Regions from separate parts of the Oryctolagus cuniculus genome. Here region 1 is linked to region 2. The links are chromatin contacts, called in public Hi-C maps. All regions are on one chromosome and are shown on one strand. Each heading gives the region's core, a stretch centred on a gene start, on an enhancer-like site or on the middle of the called end of the contact. The rest is flanking DNA. Distances are from core to core; before and after follow the strand shown.

Evidence for each region. Hi-C and Micro-C count contacts between places; a contact is called where the count stands out from the background.
Region 1: a contact with region 2 is called in a Hi-C map of an unstated tissue, with 2.5 times the contacts expected there. The contact joins the enhancer-like site here to the promoter of TMCO4 in region 2. A contact is called at or near these places in 2 of 6 Hi-C or Micro-C datasets (skin fibroblasts and an unstated tissue).

Annotation. Positions count from the first base shown.
Region 1 is chr7:150,908,663-150,912,311 of mOryCun1.1, forward strand. It overlaps TMCO4 (transmembrane and coiled-coil domains 4), which reads left to right. Exons shown (of 14, transcript XM_070079203.1): 6 at 1,545-1,677. Among named protein-coding and RNA genes, the nearest start is that of TMCO4, 45 kb to the left of the region's middle. Within about 2 kb of position 2,254, at least 3 of the 8 cell types and tissues checked have an H3K27ac peak or open chromatin away from gene starts, as enhancers often do.
Region 2 is chr7:150,864,110-150,868,020 of mOryCun1.1, forward strand. It overlaps TMCO4 (transmembrane and coiled-coil domains 4), which reads left to right and starts at 1,288. Exons shown (of 14, transcript XM_070079203.1): 1 at 1,288-1,360.

The sequences.
Region 1 (3,649 bases), core at 1,004-3,503, 46 kb after region 2:
GGGTCTGTTCGTTCTTTCTTTCAAGATTTATTTAGTTATTTGAAAAGCAAAGTTAGAGAGAGAGGAAGAGAGAGAGAGAGAGATCTCCCTTCTGCTGATTCAGCCCTCAGATGGCCTCAATGGCCAGGGCTGGGCCAGGCTGAAGCCGGGAATCTAGAACTCCATCCAGGTCTCCGACGTGGGTGCCAGGGGTCCAAGGACCTGGGCCATTTCTGCTGCCTCTTCAGGCGCATTAGTAGGGAGCTGGATTGGAAGCAGATTCGAATTGGTGCCCATACGGGATGCCGGCATCACAGAAGGCAGCTTAACCCACTGTGCCACAGCGCCTGCCCAGGGGTGCCTCATTCTGTCGCTTTGAATCCCCACCCCTAACGCGTATTGACTTTAAAAACTGCTGGGCTTTATAATTAGAGTGGAGACAGATGCTTTTGGTTAACTTGGCATCGATTAATTTTTCCAATTATAAAAGTAGCCCGTTCATTATGGATAATTTTGAAAAGGAGACAAAATCCTGTGTGGGCCAGTGTGTGGCACAGTGAGCGAAGCTTGCCGCCAGCAATGCCGGCGTCCTCTGTCAGAGCTCTGATTCGGGCCCCGGCTGTTCCATTTCCCACCCAGCTCCTGCTGGTGCACCTGGGAAAGCAGCAGAGGATGGCCCAGCTACCTGGGCCCCTGCCACCTATGGGAGAGACCAGGTAGAGTTCCTGGCTCCTGGCTTTGGCCTGGCCCAGCCCTGGCCATTGCAGTCATTTGAGGAGTGAACCAGCAGATGGAAGATTCTCTCTCTCTTTCTCTCTTTCTCTCTCTTTTCCTCTAACTCTGACTTTCAAATTAATAAATAAATATTTTTTTAAAAAAGATTGGAATTCTCAAAGTTAAATTCCTGGGGCAAAGGCAGTACAAGCTTTTTCCATAACTTGGGGGCAGAGAGGTAGAGACAGAGAGTCAGAGACGGCTTCCAGCCATTGGTCCACTCCCTGAGTGTCTGCAATGGCTGGGGTTTGGCCCAGCCAAAGCCAAGAGCTCAGAAGGCAATTCAGGACTCCCATGTGGGTGCAGGGACCCAAGTTCTTCAGCCATCACCACGCATTGGCAGGAAGCAAGACTCAGGAGCCGGAGCTGGGAATCAAAGCCAGGTACTCTGATGTGGGCACGCAGGCATCTGAACCTTGCGCTGCAGGTGCCTCGCCCAGGATGCAGATTTGGTGGTGGTGTTGTTTTTAAGTTTGTGACACTTCCTTGTGTTATCAGTGACCCTCCAGAAAGTTGACCCCAGTGCACACTGCACACGCCCACCAGAGGCCCCTCTGTGCCCCCATTATTATCATCTCCTCTTTGTCACGTGGCTGGTGGAACGCACCGTCCTCATGTTGCCATGTGGCATGTTTGCAGCTGTGTCACGTTCCCCCTGGCCCCCAGACCCGCCCGCAGGCCCGGCCATGGTGGGCAATTCCAGGATGTGGGGTTTGCTGGTGTCCCTGCTGTGAAAGTTGCTGAGCCCAGAGCCTGACCTGACGCTCCGCTGTGTTCTCTCTCTCTTTGAGGGTGCTATGATGCCCGGGCCAGAGTCCTCGTCTGTCACCTGAGCTCCCTGCTGCAGGTGCCCTTGCAGGAGCTGGAGCTCCTTGAAGACACGTTCCTGGAGAGCCTGAAGGACACCGGAGAGGAGGAGTCTGAGTAAGAGAGCCCCAGACCCCGGCCCGGAGCCAGGGTTTCCGCTGGTGACAGGACTCTGCTCCTGCCGCCCAGAGATGAGGCTGTGGGGTGGAAGGAGCACTGCACGAGGGGTCCCTGCTGCATCCTGACTTGCTGTGTGGCCTTGGGAAGTCACCTGCCCTCTCTGGGCCTCAGTCCTTACCTGCCAGGGCCCCAGATCTGTGGCTTGAATGTCCTATGACCCTGCTTGACCTCGGGCTCTTCCAACCCTTGTCCACAGTCTCGAGTGGCCTGGGTTCAAATCCCACTTCTGGCATTTATCCGCTGTCTGACCTTGGCCAGGTGGCCCTATCTGGAAAATAGGAATACGGATCACGCCCTTCCAGCGTGGCTGGGGAAGGGGATGCAGAAGCGTCACCGAGTGCTTGGCCTGGGGCTGGCGCACAGGGAGGCTCCCCTGCCTCTCTCCGCCCTGTACCCCCGAGCCGGACAGCAGCCTTGCTCTCTGTGGGTATGCAGAGGAAGTCACTCTGCAGGAGCTAATCCCAGGGCAATAAATCAGCCCCAGGCACAGGCTGATTGCAGGCACTGGGCACCAGGCACGTCTCCCTGCCTCTGGGTTTTGTTTAGCCATGGTAACCGTTTAAACAGCCCCACTACACCGGATCGGCCCCGTGGGAAGTTCAATCCCAAAGCCGACTTCAGAGCCAGAGCCGCTCTCCGGCCAGAGTCTGTGGGGCAAAGGCAAGGGGTGTTTCCTTGAGAAAGGAGAGAACGTGGTGTGTCGAAATCATCTGAAAACATTTGCTGTGCCTCCCAGAGCTGTGTCAGCAAGAAACCCTGGCTCCGCGCCGTGAGCATCGTCTCGGGGGCTGTCCAGCTTCTTCCCGTGCGCCGGACACGCGTGGGGTCCCACAGGCCTTGAAGCTGCGGGGCCTCGTAGTTGCCGTCTGGAAATCTCAGTGTCAGAAAGAAGCGCGGTGCTCCGCTGAGTGTTCTAGAACGCCGGAAGTGCCAGAGGAGGACAGGCAGGCGGCCAGCGGGAGGTGCAGCACAGCCCAGCCCTGCCGCTGACCGGGGGAGGGGCTGGACTCCCCTCGCCTAGGAAAGGGGGGCAGTCACAGCAGCCTCCTCTTAGGGCCCTCGCGGGCCCCATGAGCTCCTACCTGTGCTGGGCTTCGCGTGGGCCGGGACGGAGGGTGTGGCTGCGCCCACGTGCCGGGGGAAGCGAGCTGCTGCACTTGCGTTGTTACCGCCGTGCACAGGAAGGGCTTCCCACGTGTGTTTATTATTTCGGAGACCTCGTGGTGTCCGTCTGTGGTCTGGAAGGATCTGAGACCCGGAGAGGAATCGGAGCAGCCATCCAACCAGCAGAGCCGGTTCTCAGCTGGGCTGCGTGCCCAGCTCTCTGTGTGGCCTTGGGCATCAGCACCAGCTCTTTTTAAGCTATAATATTGGGGGTTTGAATTTTATGTAGATTTCTTGTAATTTGGAGGTTTTGGGTTTCCGGGGGGGTGAACGAACCCCTCTGAAGCCGGAGCCTGGGGTGTGCTGTGCTCCCCTCTGCCCCCGCCCCCCTCCCCCCGCCACGTGCCCTGGGGCCGCCTACGACTTCACCACCATGGGCCTCACTTCCTTCATGTCTAGCCAGGGGGTGATGGTCGTATCCACGTCTCTTGTTGTTGGGAGGATTAAATCAGTTTTAAAAGATGTGCTAATTTATTTATTTGAAAGGCAGAGTTACAGAGAGAGAGAGAGAGAGAGAGAGAGAGAGAGAGAGATGGTCCCTCTGCTGCTTCGCTCCCCAGATGGCCGCAATGGGTCGGGGCTGGGCCAGGCCAAAGTCAAGGAGCCTGGAACTCCATCCAGGTCTCCCACGTGAGTGGCAGGGGCCCAAGCACCTGGGCCATCTTGCGCTGCCTTCTCAGGCTCGTGAGCGAGGAGCTGGATAGGAAGCGGATGGAAGCAGAGCAGCCAGGACTTGAACCGGCAC
Region 2 (3,911 bases), core at 38-2,537:
AGCCTCTCCTTCCTCTCCTGGGTGATGAAAACTCACAGGGTTGCTGGGGGAACGAGACCCATCCTTCCTCCCACCGGGTGATCCTGAACGGAGATCCTGTGTTGGATCCAAGTGCCAGCCACGGGCTCTGGCCATTGCTGCGCAGGCGCACAGCACAAAGCAGCCATGGCCTTCACTCTGCAGGGGCCGGGGAGCGGAGCTGATCTTAAATTCTAGTGGGGGTGGCAGACCAGACCTGGAGAACAGGAAAATGCACAGGATCATTGCAGAGTGGAGAATGCTGCAATTAGATCAGGCCTGGAAGCCTGGTGTGCGAGTCCAAGGCCGTTAGCACGCACCCGGCACACAGCAGCAGGTGCACAGTGGATGTGGTGCAGTGACTGGACGCGCTGTCGCTTCCAGTGGGGACAGGAAGGAAAATCAGGAAACAGTGGTGGATTAAAAGGTGGTCAGGGGGTAGGGTCCCAGGCACGGGACCCTCCAGTCCAGTGAGGCTGGACAGAACACAGCAATAGAGAAATCAAAAAGAAGTCAGGGATAGAACTTCAAAGTGCTGTCTACACAGGCAGAGAGCGGCTTCCGCGGTGGTCCTTTAGCCTGACAAGATATATTTTCCAGGGTATTGTGGCTTAGCAGGTTAAGCAACCCGCAGGTGCTGGTTGGAGACCCACGGCTCCACTTCTGATCCAGCTCCCTGCTAATGCACCTGGGAAAGCAACAAGGATGGCCCGAGTGCTTGGGCCCCTGCACCCAAGTGGGACACCTGGAAGAAGCTCCTGGCTCCTGGCTTCAGCCTGGCCCAGCCCTGGCCATTGTGGTCATTTGTGGAGTGAACCAGCAATAAAGACCTCTTTATCTCTGTCTCTCTCTAACTCTGCCTTTCAAATAAATAACAATAAAAAAAAAAAAAGATGTATTTTCGCAGATTTCCATCCAAGCTTTGGGGCCCTCCCCTCTCTGCCCGGCCCAGGCCCTGCGTGAGCGCCTCCCGCCGAGACAGAGGCCAGGGCCGAAGGGCGCCGCTCCCGGCCCCATGCAGGTTTCACGCCTTCCCTTCCCCGGCAGCCCTGTCGTGGCAGACGGCGGAGGACGGCGGCGGGCCGAGCCGGACGCTCCGCGGGGCAGCCAGGCCCGGAAGGCCCCGCGCCTCCGCGCCCCGGACGCACGCACACCCGTCCGGCGGCGACCCGGCGCGCTCGGGGCGGGCTGCGCAGGCGGCGGGCCGGGTCGGGCCGGAGCCTGAGCCGGGGCGGGCAGGGCAGCGGCGGGGCGGGGCGCGGCGGGGCGGGCAGGGCCGGGGCGGGCCGGGCGGGAGGAGCTCGCGCCGCCTGCGCTGCAGCCTGTGCGCCGCCGCCTGCAGGTAAGGGGGCCGGGAGCTGCCTGGCCGCGGTGGCCTCGCGCCGCCGGACCCCGGGCCCGTCCCCGCCCCCATGGGCAGCGGACCCACCAGGAAGCGGTGCGCGCTCTCCAGAGCTGCCCTGACTTGGGGCTGCCCCGGGGGTGGCGGGTTCTATTTCAAAGCCGGAAGTGCCCGCAGAGGTCCTGCGGGCAGGCGGCCGACGGGGAAACTGAGGCCGTGAGCCTGTAGAGGACGCCTCCTTGGTCAGTGAGGGCGTCGGACTGGGGAGGAAGAAGCCTTGGCCAAGGTCATGCAGGGTCATGAGGCACTGCACACGGCCTTCCCTGGAGAGGAGCCGGCCTGCGCGGTCCAGTCCTGCTGCCTGTGGCTGCAGCCGGGGAGGGTTGTGCTACTGGGTAAACTGAGGCTCGGAGAGACGTAGTGGTCTCCCCAGGAGCGCACCGGCAGGAAAGGGGCACGGGAACCTGGGTTGCTGCCTGCGGAGCGTGACCCAGTGTGGGGCACAGCGCCCTTGCCCTGCACGACCGTGCCCAGCCGTGCGGGTCAGACCCGGAGGGAGGACGGGGTACACCCCTCCTGCCTAACTCAGAGCAGGACCGCGCGGCTCCGGTCCCTAACTCAGCGTCATTTCGCTGCCGAAAACGGGCAGTCACCCCTTTCCGTTTGGGGGGCCCCATCCGTTCACCACATATGCACGTGCTCCTGTTCAGGCCCGGAGTTTGTCTCAGGTGACAAGGTGACTCTGAAGGTCCCCAGGCCCGCTGAGCGTGGGCGCTCTCGGGCCTCATCCGGATGCCTCAGCTGGCCTGTGCTCCCCCACAACCCCCAATCGTGTGGGGTGGGGGAGGGGCAGGGTAGGTGGGTAGAGTGTCCTTAGGTGGCCCTAATCTAACCTTGGAGCCAGCAGAGCTGGAAGCCTGGACCTGTCCTTTCCTAGCTGTGTGACCTTGAGTGTGTCCCTTCACCTCTCCGATTGTTGGTCATAGGACAGGGACCCCCAGAATGCTTTGCAGGTGGTGAGGTGCAGCCCAGAGCCGGGCCTCCGTGGGGGGCCTTGCCAGATCAGTCATAGGCAAGTGCCTGTTTATTTAGGGGCTGTAGGACTGTGGATAACCTGTTACTGCTCCCAGTGGAGAGAACCAAGAGGCGGGCACGGAGGCCAGGGTCCCCTGCCTGGTCCCCCTAGCGGGATGCTCACATCCCACACTCAGCGTTTCATCGATGTCACATAGAGGCGGGCTCATGTCCCAGCTTTGCAGCTGTGTCACTGACTGCCCTGGGCGAGCTACCTCACCCCCCTGTGCCTCGTTTGTAAAATACCTCTCTCCCAGGTTGTCACAGGATTATGGGACTCCCCCCCGCCCTGCTGAGCCCAGGGGTGGCTGGAAGGGCACAGTTGACTAATTAGTTGCCTGGGGGATTTCTTCTGAGGCTAAAGCTCTCCCTCCTCCTCCCCGGGACTGCAAGGTGGAGCAGCACCTTGGCTTGCAGATATGGGGCCTGAGAAACCGGTCGGGTGGTTTGTGGTTTGTCACTGTGGTCGTCCTGCCAGTGTTTTTGTAGACACTGCTATTGTGAGTTGCAGCTGCAGGTGAGGGGGCGGCTTCACTTCCTTGAAGATGTTGCAGCCGTCAGAAGGGGGCCGGAGAGGGGCCTTGCAGCCCCCTTTCCACCTAACCGGCCGGTGCTGGGCCCTCTGAGGGTACCACGCTCTGCCTAAAGCGCTGCTGTGGCTTCTCATTTCTGAGGGTAAATAGCAGAGCTTCCGTGTGCCCCGGAAGGCCCTGCGTCTGTGCCTGGTGCTCCCCTCCAGCTCAGACCCTTTCTGAAGAACCCCAGTGCCCCAGGCAGCCCCCCACCCCCAGGGCCTTTGCACCTGCCCTCCTGGACTGCTCCTCCTCCTCCCTGTCTCTTTTCCCAGGTAGGCACCTCCTCATTCTTCAGCTTTTAGCTCAGCCTAGATCTGCATTCCAGATACGCCATGCCATGAATCCCGGGCATGCATCTCCCGGGTTAAACTCGCTGGGCTCGATGTCTGTGTGTACCCGGCACTGGCCTGTACCCGGCACTGCACCCATGACTTCCGGGGCCCGTGGCAGTGTGCTCAGCAGTGACATCTGCCTGCAGGGCGTCCCCCGTGAGCAGATGGGGGCCTTGCTCTCTCTAAAGCGAGTGAGCGCGAGCCTTTCCCAGTTGCCGAGGTGGGTGTTCATTCATTCATTCATGGAGCTCTAGGAATTGAGCGTCTCCTCTGCCAGGCTCTGTCCTGGGACGCGTCAGGGAATACGTCACCAAAGCCTCTGCCCTGCTGGAGCTTCCTCCAATGAGAGACTGAGCGTAGACCGGTAAACCTGCCGTGCATGGTCAGGGCAGGGCGGCTCCATCAGCAAAATCCAGCAGTGCAGGGAGCCGGGGGAGCGGCGGCCCCGCTGGTGTAGCCCTGAATGAATGAATGACCAGCCGGTGTTCTGACGGGGGAACGCCCATGCTTCACCCGCTGTCGCTTGGGCCCTCCTGATTCTCTCCAGCACAGAAGCACACTGGACGTTAC